Linked DNA regions of Mus musculus: region 2 is linked to region 1. A link is a contact called in public HiChIP or PLAC-seq data. All regions are on one chromosome and are shown on one strand. Each heading gives the region's core, a stretch centred on a gene start, on an enhancer-like site or on the middle of the called end of the contact. The rest is flanking DNA. Distances are from core to core; before and after follow the strand shown.

Region 1 (7,075 bases), core at 3,824-6,323:
AGGAAGTTATGGTAGTGGTGATAACGTGGAAAAGGTGGTGATGGTAGGGGAGGTGGTGGAGGTGCTGGTGGTGCTGGTAGATAGGGGGATGATAGTATAGTAGTTGTGGTAGTAATGATGGTGGGGGGCTGGGGGTGAGGGTGGGATTTAATAGCTGTGGTCATGGTTGGACTGACAGTGGTGGTGACTGTGACTGTGGTGACGGTTAGGGCAGGGGTAATGATGACGAATTCCCAAGCTGAGCTAGTACACGCCAGTGAATCTGTATCGTTTCATCCGACCATCGAAAGCTCATCTCAGAGGCCGCTGAACCCAAGATCTGGTCCTCTTCTGAGTACAAGGGATCAGGAAGGCTAGGAGAGAGGTCCTGAAAAGGGTCTAAGCCCCCTGCTGAGGGTGTGACATGACAGTGCTACTTCCTGGCCTGGCTGAAGCCCTTGTTCCTTCTCTGAGTCATTCAGGTGGTCTCTACCCTGAGTATCTACACAATCCTGGGCTGCGCTGTACAATCTGTTTCATACCACTATATTGCTGCCTCTTAGGTGGAGATGGCTCCAATAGACCTCCTGTGTCCCCAGAGGCACCTGGGATGAGTGATTCTTACTAGGTATTATCTAAACTAGACATTTACAATTACCTTCAAAAACTCAGGGATCAATTGTGTCTGCCTCCTTGAGCATCCTCAGAGCCTTCCCAAAGACAGAATGGGCAGAAATGGTATTTTGTGACTGGTTCAGAGACCTCAGAGTGGACTCTGCTTGCAGAATCTTAGCAAAGCAGGGAGGCAGGGAGATGGTTAGTAGAGTCATGAGATATCAGGACATCTCACATGACACACGAGGGTCACATTTATTCACGGTCCCCTCTTTCTTGTATCAGAAGTTTTTGACAGAAGAATTCACTCTAGTTGGCCGAGCCTAGCCACTGCGGCTTTTAGAAAAGGCAAGATCTAATCCACCTGTTCTCCCCCGGTGTGTCATGCTTTGAACAGAGTCCTCCTGGTTAGAGATCCTTGTTCCTCTTCAGCCCCCTCACCCCCCGAAGAAGCTAGACTGTAATTAAGAGTCATTTCATGGGGGAAACTGAGGCTGAGTGAAAACTTTGACTTGCCAGGGCTTCCAGCTGCGTTGCAGTGGGACCTGGACTGCCCCGTAGGTCACCATCCCCAGCAGGCCTTCTCCTAAGAACAGGCTCTTGTGTCTGGCTCCTTGGAGAAGCCTCCCTGCACCTCCTTTCAGAGATCCCTCAAAGTCTTACTGAGCCTTCCAAAAAGTCTGTCTCACCCAGCTTCAATCACAGGGCACAGAAGTGTCCAGATGCCAGCTCATGGTGATGGTGGCCTAAAAGGCTCTCATGGGAATGTAGGTTTGGCCTGCTCACCTCCTGGCACCAGAGCCAAGACTTCCTCTGTTCTGCTTTGGTCATAGCTGTTCGCAAAGCCTCCTGGGATTCACTGGTGCCAGTGAGAGCTGAATTGTCTCCAAAGCAGAAGATAGCTCTGTGACTCCATTCTCTCACCAAACACAGCACTCACGGGTGACACTAGCCACTTTAAGGGGCAGAGGCCACAGCTACTAGAACCTCAGCTTTCCACCACTCTCTACCTGTGTGAAGTCAGGCAACCTATGCAACCTCTCTGAGCCTCAGCTTCCTTTTCTATAAAATGGGTGCAGCAGTGTCCCTTTCATAAGTTTGTTGGGAGGATTAAACACATTAGTGCACATCAGGTGGGTGAGTGTCTACTATACAGTAAGTGCTCTGTAAGTAGCGGTTAGCTCTCAGCACTCCTGTCAGAGAGGAATCACAGGAGCTGATTGATTGGCCAGCAGCGGCCATCATACCGTCCTCCAGTCTGCCTAGACTTCCTACTTAGCATGCACCTTCTGAGACTCTGGAAGACCTAGCAGACATTGCTAGGATTCTTTCCGATCCTCCAATCTGCGGGCCAATCTGGGCTGGTCCCACCAAGCAAGGCAGAGGCCACAGAAAGCTTTTTTTAAATGGCCTGGTTCCTAAAACCAAAAGAAAGAGGAGTGAGTGTCTCCATGTGTCCTGGCTTCTGGCAGAAGGATGGGGGACAGTGGACTTGCCGTTTGGAGACCTTCTGTCCTGACCCACCATGCATAGGGCTCCAGCCACAGAGCCCCAAAGGGCCTTTGCAGGAACTGCCTACACCGGGCCTGGACTCTAGGGTTCTGCTGGCACCCAAGCTGCTGTTGTGTTGAGGGGGTGGGGTGGGGGGAGAGTTGAAGTTTAGCTATGAGAAGCCTACAATTTGGGGAAAAGATACATTCATCACACACACACACACACACACACACACACACACACACATCACACATCACAGAAGCCCAGAAGGAGCCTCCTCTACAGAGCACAGACTTCCCCAATCTTGAGTTCAAAGCTAGAAAAAAGCTTTCCCCAGATACCAAGGTGTCACTGGGAAAATCAGATGGTGCAAGAGCAGCTCTCCCTCCACACCCAGGTGAAGGTGAGCCATGGATGTGACCTGTGGACACCCTCACATCATCCACATCAACCCTCTGGATTGGGCCTGGGAGCAGCAGAGGGCGGGGCAGGCAGGGGGAGGCGCCTTCCAGGCTGTGACTCTTCTCTGCCGAGCTCTGCAGTCATGGATCTATATGAGACAGAACCCTTCCCAGGACTGATGCTGGAGAACACACTGCCAGCCACACACGGAGCTCTGGACAGGGAACTTCGGGGATATCTCAGGTTCTCTGAGTGCTCTGTAAACCCCTGAGATACCACATGGTCGTGAGGTGTGAATATCATTTGTGGGAGGGGCTGTGGACAGAGGTTGCCCACATGGCACCTGACCCACTGAGGGTCTGGGTATCTGCTTGTCTGAGGCTTCAGACAGCAGAATACAGAGCTACGAAACAAACATGTAAGTCCTTGGAAATAGCCTCTACCTAGTTTACTCTGGTGACAGGCACACACAGACCCCTGCTCTTGGGACTGGTTCCCAAGGTGACCTTGGCACCCCAGAAAACCCTTGTCCTGGGTTTCCAGAAGACTTTCCTAGTCTGGGCTCCCTGTGCCCACTGGAGGCTGAGGCAGTGGAATAGAGGGTTAGCTTGAGGCCAGCCTGGGCTACATCATGAGATCCTGTCTCAAATTTATCTACTGAACCTACAGTTTGGGGAGGGAACTAGACTGACAAGATGACAAATAGGGGAAGATAGGGTTGAATAGGACAAGGTCTGAGCCCAAAAGCTTTGTGTGTGACTAGATAGCCTGCAGCCCTCTGGGACAGAAGGAATAGACAAATGTGACCATATTGAACAGTGACCTTGATAGGTCCAGGCACCTCCTTGACTCAGTCAATGGTGGCATCTGCACTACCACCCCAAGGTACACAATGACCCGCCCAAGCTCCAATTCCCAAAGCCCTAAAGGCTCAATACTGTCGACTGGAATTGGGATTCACCATGACCCCTCTGAGTACCCGCAGCAGGCAGTTGTCCCTAGGCCTAGGGACCATTAGCCCTCCTGCCTGGGGTCAGGTGAGTAGTGTATGGCTAAATAATCTTTATCATTTATAAACACTCCATGTCTCTGTTAATGGAGGCTGCACATAGTGGGTAGTCACAAAGTACTTTAGTAGGGGAAGACTCCATCCACTTCGGTGTCCAAAGCCAGGTCTGTGCCCAGAGTTACTGGGTCTCAGGGCCTCTGAGCCTGTCTGTCTGTCTGTCTGCCTGACCTTCTGACCTCAGCAGGACACAGACATCAAATCCCCACATCCCCACCTCCTCACTCCCCAGGAAGGGCAGACAGGGGTGCAGAGGCTCATCCATCGTCAACGTTGGCTGAGCACCCCAACATGATGAGAGATGGACTTTGGTACCACACAGTCCCGGACTCAGATTCTGATAGGATAGCAGCTTCCTAGCTCCTTGGGGACTCAGTTTCCTAATCTGAAAATTTCAGGAGCACTGGGGAAAAGGTTGGGAGACAAACTAAGGACACAGGACAGAGAGAAGAACCCACAGCGTAGCCTGAAATTTCCGGGGGTCTATTGTTTGCGGAGGTCATCTTGTGACCTGAGCTCTAGCAGTAACTCCCCTTCTCCCCACGGGGGTGGGGGGGGATGTGGGTGCCCAGGTTTGTGCAGTGGCTTGGCTCGAGCCCTCCCTCTCCTGCCCCGGTGCAGGGCTTGAGGCCTGCGGGTCCTAGCACACCCTCATTCTAAGATTTCTTTTGTCATTCTTCTTGGTTTTGAACTGTTAAAGTGATATAATTACGCAGGCGTGTGGACTCAGGAGAGAAAATTAAATATCTGAGATGCTAACAATTATTCTAGCAATAATGAGAAATAACTTTTGGAGCTCAGGGATTAGAGAAGGAAAACATTCCCTAATCGTATTTCTCAGAAATATTATTAATGACTGCTGCCCTTGGGAGCTTGGCGGTGTTTTCTGCATGGCTCTTGTGTTTGCTGAAACAGATGTAGATCTTACAGAATCAAACATCCTAACCCTTGGGAAGGTATGTCTGTGATCGGCTCTGAAATAGTAAAGGTACGAGAACAAAGAGAAACCGCTGTAGCTGTTACAGCAAATTCATGACAAGCATTAAACGGGTTAGGGACAGAGAGGGTCCCCTGCTCATCCGCCCCACTCCTTAACTGGATAGCAATCTTTATCATTTACCAAAGTGACCTGGCAGCTGAAGACTTCCCAGCCCCGCTGGGCTCCAGTGGCACGGTGGCTGGACACTCACCTCTTTATGGCTTTGTAGCAAATGATGACCAGGACAGTCAGAAACACCAGGGAGGCACAGACCACAGCGACAATGATCACCAGACCAGACCACCAGCTGTCCTCTGCAGGGCAGGAGGTAGAGTTGGGAGCTGAAAGAGACCAGCATCCGAGTGTCTCTGAGTGAGAGGTGGATCTCTGTGGTACTGGTGAGGGAGTGGCACTCACAGCTATCCATCACCCCAAGGAAGGCCCTCTGACCTTTCCTGCCTTCCCTACCCCCCACCTCAGCAGGTGACATCATGCTTGGCCCCCAGCCAGCCCCTCCCCCACTCAGTGCCTCCACCCCGCCTTGGCAAGCTCAGAGCAGGGGTTGAGCGCCTGGCTAAGCAGGCCTCCATCCTCCCAGGCCTGAGCTAACTGACAGCAGGGTCGGGCTTAATTTCCCATGAAAAATAACAGAACATCTCATTCTCTCGGCCAAGGCATTAAATCCGGTGCCTCTGTGGTTGGGGGTGGGGTGGCAGGCTCGCAGGGGACTTAGGAAGAGAAAGGAGGGAGGCTGGCCCCTCCATGTGCTTCTGAACTGAGTTTCTTTGAGAGGCAATTGCTCTTCATGCCTGGATTTGGCCCAGGTGATGCCACCGTCACAGTCTGCATGGAAGGGGCCCAGAACACATATCCATAACCATGTAACATGACAGCTAATTCCACAAGGACTTCCTGTCCTCACACTACCCATGAGGAGTCTTAGGGTAAGCCCATTCCCTGGTTGGTCTGGTAGTGTTGATGCTCACCTGGAGAACAGGTCTCAAGAGACTGCTTATTTCTCCCATGACCCCCAGTAAAACAAAGAGAGAGCCCATCTCTGTCCCAGAGGCCTGGGTATTAACAAAAGGACTGAGGGTGAGGAGGCAGAGGGAAGGTGAGGGAAGAGAGGAGTGGGCAGACCACACAGACGGACAGACAGACAGATAGGCTGCACAAGAATCACAGCTGTATCTCCAGCTCTGTACTAGGCATCCTGAAGGAGGCCACAGCATGTACAGAGCCAGTGAAAGATGCCCGTGAACCCAGGGATGTGTCCAGGGGGAATCCTGCCTGTTAACAGACCTTCCGACAGCTTTAACAGATGTCTACACCAGTAGAAGCCACACTCATGGTTCCTAAGACTTTCAAAATACCCTTGAGTCTCTTCCTCAACAACCCCTAACCTGGGACAGCCATCCTAACGATGGCTAAAATAATAGATAAGATTTATTTGCTCCTGGCACTCATGTAAATCAGATCACATGAAAGGCATTCTAGCTTGTGTCTGTTTGTTTGTTTGTTTGTTCTTACATCTGCTTTATTTATTTAGCAACGTTGGGATTTACCAAGGTAGTTATACAGTTCAGTAGTTTCCCCTTTTTTTGTGGATGAGTTGTGTGTGTGTGTGTGTGTGTGTGTGTGTGTGTGTGTGTGTGTGACAACTGTTTGTCCATTTACCTGCTGATGGACTCTTAGGCTGTTTGCAGATTTTTGGTCTGTAAGAGAAGCTTCAACAAGTGTCTGTGAGGGAGTCTTTTGTATATACAGAGGTGTTTCATGTGCTTCTTGAGTAAACACATTTTAATATGGCCCTATGGGTGTGTGTTTATGTGTGTATGTGTGATGTGTGTGATTAATATCATAAGCAAACACCTAGATGTCTTTCCCAGATGTTCCCACTCTGGTACCCTCCCAGGCAGAACCAAGAACAAGCAGACTAGAGAGAAGGAAGATCCAGGAAGACATTCTATGACTTCCAGGGGATCGGTCGGGGCTGCCCATTAACAAATGTACTGTCCCCAGCATGGACCTCAGCTCCTCACAGGTCCTGAGTCGAACCACTCTGGGTGATACACTGAGGCAAGGACCAGGCTGCTGTCAGCTGGCTGGAGCTGGTCTTAGGTACTAAGTCCCTGTGGACTCTGAAGGATGCTGAAGAGCCAGCAGGATGCTCATGTTCTCATTCATGAGCTCAGTCAATGATTTGGTTGATAGAGAAAAAAAAATCAAACTTCAAATCTCCACCTTTGAGAGCATCCTTGACTTGGCAGAGTCTTCTCGGGGTAAACTGATGGAGCTTAGCTCCCTGCCCACGGCTGCAGTGTCTATACTGTTCCAGCACCTGCAAAGGACTGCCCCTTCTTTTCATGGATGAGGAAGCTCTTCTGTGACTCTGTCCCAGGTGCTGACCTCTTTGGGGGGCATCCACCCAGCATGTTACAGCTGCCGTCTTCCTGTGTGTAGTTTCAGTGTGTGGCTACACCTCGGCCTAGTGTCCCAGAGCACAGAAAGGGGAAGGTGTTCTTTTGGGTCACTACAAC
Region 2 (6,691 bases), core at 880-3,379, 110 kb after region 1:
GCCTTCCCCGTGCCAAGCCGACGTAGGACAGAGCACACGAAGGGCTCTGGAGAGTCTAATGTGAGCTGAGCTGGGGCTTCGTCACTGAACTGTCCTATTCCTTTCTACCTCAAGCCTGGAAAGACAGTTTAAGACAGGATTCCCACAGAGCCCACTACCGTGAGAAGCATGGCGAGAATACTACAGTGAGGCGCCTTAAGCGCACAGGCATGCTGCCGTCTCACAGGAAGCTGAATGGCCGACAGCAACACCCCTGGGAGCCATCTTTTTCTAGGAAATAAGGTCCACAGGTCACAGGCCAGGAGCAGACAAGGGCTGGATGTGTGAGGCAATCTCCCAGCATGTATGGGAAGTAAAAGGGGGGTAGTCCAAGACACGTAGAGACACACTACCTCGATGTAGGCAGCCAGGGTTCTGAGAGGCGCTGGCAGGAGCCTAACCTGGTGGCCACAGGACCCCAGAGTATATCTCCAGCAGAGTGTACCAAGAGTTTGGAACATGATGCATGGGACCCTCTCTTACCTGTCAAGATGGGCTGGGGACATGCTGCAGAATTTCCCCTTCCAAAGCCCTGACGATTAAGATAGCAGTGGCATAGCCCACAGTTAATGCAGAGGCTGCTGCAGAGGCCTTCCCCGTGCCAAGCCGACGTAGGACAGAGCACACGAAGGGCTCTGGAGAGTCTAATGTGAGCTGGTTACCAGGACAGGGGTCCTAATGCCAGCAGCACACCCTTGTTTGTTCTGCTCTGGCTCTGCACAGAGAGCATGTGGAGCTCTTGGAGTTAGAGCTGCAGCTCATTAGCCCTGGGCCGTCTCCTCCAGAGGAGGGAACTTAGGGCTACTCTAGACAGGTGCCTCATCCCTACAGCAGATGTCTCTTGGTGCCACTCCTAAGTCAGGGTATGCAACCATGCCTGTGGTATGAAGCTGTGGGCCACTATGCAGTCGGAGACAGAAGAAGATGACAGAAAGACAGGGAAAGGGGAGGAAAGTGGACCTGCGGGGGTCCACTGAGCTGGCTAGCATGGAGACCCTGCCCGGGAGCACTTCCCAGACAGTTCTCCTTCACCGGGCTGCTCTCAGCCTCACCTTCTTTCTGGGCATTTGATGGGCAGGGCCACGGCAGCCTGGGCTCCCTCACTTGCTCCAACTGAGCGGCCCTGCTTGCAGCCCTGCCGGCGTTGGCACGGTGACAGTAGCCAAGTGTGCAAACTTGTGCCATTGTCCCTGGGCCAGGGGGAGCCATGGAGACTAGCTAATATGACACAGGAAAATGTTTGCTGATGGCAATTCTATGGGCTTTGTCCACCTCTTTCTCCATCATGACGACTCGATTTAAGTCCCTAACTGTTTGACTACAAACGCAAGGGGACCGTGCAACGCCACCCTTTTGTCCGGCCGCACTGAATGGGCAATTCAGGCTTTGTGCAGCTCAATTGAGGAAGCAAACATAAAGACAAGATTCCTGAGAGCCTCGGCTCCCTTCCCATGGATATCCCAGCACCCCTCAGCCAGCCCGCCAGGGCTACCTTTCCCCACATCAGTGCACCTCTCAAATCCATCCCAGGGGGACCCTTCAGGAAGGACGGTTGAAAGAGGTGAGAGACACGAGGCCAGAGACAGAGTCAGAGAATGCACACTCAACACTCAAGGGCAGAGGAAAAGCAGCCCACTCCGGCTTACCCCATCCGATTGTCTGTCTGCACTGGAGCATGGCAGCTGGAGACCTGAAGTATCTGGGGAAGGTTGGGTGCCTGTCTCACTGTGCCCAGCCCTCCTTGATCCTGAATACTTTTTGCGCGCACACACACACACACACACACACACACACACACACACACACACCTCAAGAAACCAGGTTACTGAGGTCAAGGGGAGGAGTGGGTATGGAGACTGGAGAAAAGTGGGGCTGAAGGGTAGAAATTTACCGGGAAATGATTGCATTTGGGAGCTGTCTTTTTTTGTGATGGTCCCCATGGTGACAATTTGTGACGGCAAAGAATGTGGGACCGGGGCTCCGCCGCCTGATTGGGATGCTTTGTATCTGGAGAGGCGCTCCTGATTGGCCTGAGGGCCCCCCAGCTCCGGACTTGTCCTCCATTCAGCCCACTCAAGGGCTGTGCACAACTGCTTCTCAGCCTGCACGGAGCTCACTGCACGCCAGCTCGTCAGGCTTGCGGGGGTCTACGGTGGGGAACCTGCCGGCCACGTTGGCGGGGGGCCCTGGCCTTCACCTTCGGTCAGTACGGAGTCCCAAGTGGTTTGGCCTGGCTGGGTGGAGGGCAGGGCGTGAGCGGACTAGAGCCTTGGGGGAGGGGCACAGTACTGTGGGTGGTGGCCGAGGAGGCATGAAATTGCTGCAGATGCTTCTACAGGGGAGTCCCTGCGGCCGGCAGGGATGAGCCTTGAAGGCAGGTCTAGATTAAGTGCTAGACAGAGATCCTGCCTGGCCCTGTGTGAGAGTTGGGGGTGGAGCGTGGGGACTGCGGAGGGGGCGGGGTGGTGGGAGGGGAAGGCCACCACCAAGGAGGGGGAAGGGGGCTTGGCCTTCTTTAGAGGATTTCTTTGGCTTTGAAAATAAAAACTTGAATGGTGAGTCGTGCGCGCTGGCCTTCACGATGTGTGGGAGATGCGACCAACTGGGAATGTAGCCCCAGCAATGCCACTTGTAGCTGGGTGGCTTTGAGCAAGGTGTTTGCAGTTTCTGAGCCTTGACTTCCAGAAGAGGGCAACAGGCCCCAGAAGACTGAATGAGATAGTTGACACCTGTCTCATCTCAGATAGTCAAAAGGTGCTGAATAACGACTCACCAGCCCCATTGTGGATTCTGTTTGGGACAGAAGAATGGAGGATGTGTGCATTGGGTCCTGGTGGCCCTGGGGAAGGCGTAACTGCCCTGGAGAGACTCCTGCTGCCTATTGCATTCATTGTGTTCCCTAGGTCTGCCCTGTGCGCTCCTCCAGAGCCCATGCTCTTCATGGAAAGCCCTGCACAGTTCTCGTGGTGATGGCAGCTGACAGTGACGTGAAGATGCTTCTGAATTTTGTCAACCTGGCGTCCAGTGACATCAAGGCGGCCCTGGACAAGTCCGCACCCTGCCGCCGCTCTGTGGACCATCGCAAGTACCTGCAGAAGCAACTCAAGCGCTTCTCTCAGAAGTACTCGCGGCTCCCTAGGGGCCTGCCTGGCAGGGTGGCAGAGCCCCACCTGCAGAGGGGACCTGAAGAGAGGCCTGGACGGCCACCCCTCCATCCCTGTCCCCAATCCAGCCCCGGTGGGGGTGGGAGCTGCACAGAAAAGGCCCTGGGGACCCCCTTTAGGGAGGAATGCCTTTCTAAGGATCAGGGCTTCCGGGGGCTGAATCCAGAGGCTGCTAGACCCGGCCAGGTTCCCATGAGGAAGAGACAGCTGCCCGCCTCGTTCTGGGAGGAGCCAAGGCCCACTCTCAGCTACCCAATGGGGCTGGAGGTGGGCCTGGCCCCCAGGGAGGCATCTTTGTATGAGAATAAGAAAAACTGCAAGGGTCTGGAGTCCCTGGGGCCCGAGACTGCTCCACTGCCCATGTCCCCAAGGGTACTAGCTGACACGGAACCACTCAAGATGTCTGGGGTATCCTTGGTAGGCAGCCTGGATGCTTGGAGCTACTGCCCTTTCCAGTCCCATGGACAGCCCATCTTCCCGGGTCTCCCAGGGGTCCTGCCTCAGGGCCCAGTACCCAGTCTGGGCCTGTGGAGGAGAAGCCTGGCCTCGCCTGTGGATCTGGCCCACTTCTGCAAGGGTGTGGACACCCCAGGGCCCAAAGTGTACAGACCCGTAGTTCTGAAGCCTATCCCGACTAAGCCAGCCATGCCTCCCCCTATCTTCAATGTCTTTGGCTACCTCTAGCTGAACACCCTCAGCCCTCTCTCTTTTGGCCTCCAGGATGGGGGTCAGTCACTGACAAGCTCTCCGTGTGAGGAGGGAGCTGGGCAGGGGCCTGGCCAGGCTGCCTCAGGGACAAGGCTCCTCAGACAGGTACCTATGCGGAGGGAGCTTGCAGCTTGTGGACCAAGGCACAGGAAAACACGGGAAGTGAAACCCTAGTGTGGCAGCTGCCCATCACACACCTGTTCAGCTGCCATACCCCCCGCCCCCCCGGGGGGGGGGGCGAGGGGGCATCTCGCTTGTTCATTCTGTTCTTTGTAAATATTGAGAAAGTTAAAAAAAATTAAAAATAAAGATTTCTTTTCCAGTTTCCACCTCTCGGGTGTCATGAAGTGGGATGGTCCCGGATGCAGGGTCGGCATAGAGAATAGCTACTACAGGTGGGAGTGGCCTGAGGCTTCTGAGATGCCTGGAGGTGGGTGCTGGGAAACACATCTTGATTCCTAGGAAGAGGTGAGAGGGGATGCGGGAAGGGCTCGGGGGAAGGATGTTCGGTCCAGACATCTGAAGGGAGAGGTGGGCCAAGTCCGGATTCCCATGGTTCATGATGCTCAGGGAGGTAGAGATATAATTTTGGTGTGTCTGACTGTGCCAGAGTGGCACAGTGCTGGTCAGAGAGAAAACCAGGACAAATGGGACGTCAGTTTCACGTGACCAAGACAAGTGGTTTGACCAAGCCGTTCCTTTTAAGCATGAGCAGTGATTATATGTCCACAGTGAACCAAACCAAGCCCAAATTCCAGAGCTCCAGAACCCCAAAGGCACAGTCTTTTGACTGATCCAATCATATTCTGATTTCTCTCAGCCATAGCAATGAAGTGTTATCTGTGGCTCAGCAGAAGTGTGTGCTGGGGGAAGGAACAGGCTTATCCTGATAGCCCCCAGACAGCAAAGCTTCCTGACCAGCACGGGTCTAGCTAGGCATGCTCTAACGAGGATGGGCTACACAGTTTATCAAATTATGCTCTTCACAGCCAAGACTCGTGCTGGGCAAGCCTCTGCTCCCCACACAGGGAAACTCTGTCACGTACGCTGATGTATTCAGTACTGACTGTCTCCCTCATGGCCTGCCTCCGAGATGGTCCTTAGCTAACTGGGCATCCAGGATTAGAGGCCGCACATGGCCCTTCGCCTCTAGCCTACTTTTCCCCCAAGGCCCACCAGAACAGCGAGTCCACCGGAAAGGGGGCAGCTGGCAAAGGAGATGTGAGTGGTGTTCTGGATCTTTCTGCCTAAAGGCACCAGAAGATTTCCGAGTCACAGTTGCTGACATGACACATGTCCTCAGTCATTTTCTGGCATGTGAGAGGGCAGGTCCTTAGGCTATGCTTGGTCTCAGAGATCACTGAGGGTCCAAAAGCAGGTGTGTGCCCTCTTTTACCCCAAAGCACCATCACAGAGACTCTCTGAGCCCACTGCAACAGTTCTCAGCCTCCCCCAGACTGTATAACAGAGCTCAACACCCCAGTCCTGCCAGCTACTACTCAAGATACTTGTCTACACTGAAATGTCCTCACCCCAAAAGTGAGACGGGGCACAGACTTGCTACATGGGCTGTTTATAGATAAGGGTCTGGTCCTCCTGTTACGTGAAGTTGTCTCCTGCACTTAGGCACCTAGAGGTCCTTCCATGCTGGCAGGTTAGAAAGTCATACTTCAAAGCTGCTCACTGCCATGGGTGCCTTGGCTATCCCACCATGACACTCCTAGAGCAGGAGCCATCCTGCAGAGTCACATGTTCTCGGGTGCTGCTGAGCCCCACCCTGCCCAAGTCCTGGTACATCGGTGTTTTCCTGCTGGGGCTTGCCTTCCCCAGCGGTACCTGCAGGTCCATTCCTTTAAAAGCCGAAAGACTTCATTTAAAAGCAGAAACTGGGACCAAAGAGACAGTAGTTAAGAGCACTTACTGCTCTTGCAAAGATCCCAGGTTTGGTTTCCAGCATCCACAGCAGAAGGCTCAGGTGTCTGTAATCTGACACTCTCTGGCCTCCATAGGAAACTGCACGCACATGGTGTTCATGAACTCATAGGATTTCGCACTCACAAATAAATATAATAAATCTTAACCAATAAAGGCAGAAGCCTTTAATGCAGTGGCTCTCAACCTCCCTACCGCTGTGACCCTTTAATACAGCCCTCATGTTGTAGTAACCCTCATCCATGAAATTATTTTTGTTGCTACTTCATAACTGTTAATTTTGCTAGTTATCAATCGCAATGTAAGTATCTGTGTTTTCTGATGGTCTCGGGAAACCCCTGTGAAAGAGTCATTCTACCCCTCCCCCAAAGGGGTTGAGAACCACTGCGTTAATGAAACATGACCCAACAGAAGCCCAGGAAACCAGTCCCTCATATGGGAAGTGGCTGGGGGGAGCACATCTGGGGAGGTTTGATGTTGGAGAGAGGACAGCAGCCTTAGCCGCAGCAGCAGATTAAACCCCTAACCAAAAACCAAGATGGGAGCTGAGACTGTAACACAGGGTTTGGTAGAGTGGCTACCTTGCACAAAGCCCCGGGCTTGGTTTCCACCATTGCAAAATAAATTAATAGCAGGGAGAGGGGAAAGAAAAGAAGAAAAATATCAATTTGTATTGGTCTGGCTCCAAGTAAAACCCAAAGGCAGTTGAGGTACCACATTTGTTGGTAGAGGAGACCAGCAGTCTCCTGTTGTTACCACCACGGCATTCCCCAAGACACTGTTACTATGTGGCATCTCTAAGGTGGGCACCCTTCCTGGGCTTGGTGACACAATGAAGTCTAGCATTA

Evidence for each region. HiChIP or PLAC-seq counts read pairs in DNA pulled down with a chosen protein or histone mark.
Region 2: an H3K4me3 HiChIP or PLAC-seq map of embryonic midbrain shows a contact between it and region 1, with 3 times the contacts expected there. The contact joins the promoter of Fam181a here to the enhancer-like site in region 1. A contact is called at or near these places in 1 of 15 datasets of contacts at CTCF or cohesin (embryonic stem cells), 6 of 484 Hi-C or Micro-C datasets (the HL-1 cell line, the N1E-115 cell line, cortical neurons and 3 more), 1 of 115 datasets of contacts at active chromatin or transcription factors (embryonic midbrain) and 4 of 9 other capture datasets (adipose tissue, embryonic stem cells, liver and 1 more).

The regions. Positions count from the first base shown.
Region 1 is chr12:103,197,903-103,204,977 of GRCm38.p6, forward strand. It overlaps Prima1 (proline rich membrane anchor 1), which reads right to left. Exons shown (of 5, transcript NM_133364.2): 4 at 4,747-4,876. Among named protein-coding and RNA genes, the nearest start is that of Prima1, 41 kb to the right of the region's middle. Within about 2 kb of position 5,074, at least 37 of the 459 cell types and tissues checked have an H3K27ac peak or open chromatin away from gene starts, as enhancers often do. A contact at or near this core is called in the N1E-115 cell line and muscle stem cells, where this site is marked.
Region 2 is chr12:103,312,830-103,319,520 of GRCm38.p6, forward strand. Fam181a (family with sequence similarity 181, member A) reads left to right here and starts at 2,130. Exons shown (of 2, transcript NM_001195726.1): 1 at 2,130-2,241; 2 at 2,943-4,236. The coding sequence starts at 3,009. The coding sequence ends at 3,887. It overlaps Gm29508 (predicted gene 29508), which reads right to left and starts at 1,940. Exons shown (of 3, transcript NR_136894.1): 1 at 1,686-1,940; 2 at 1-115.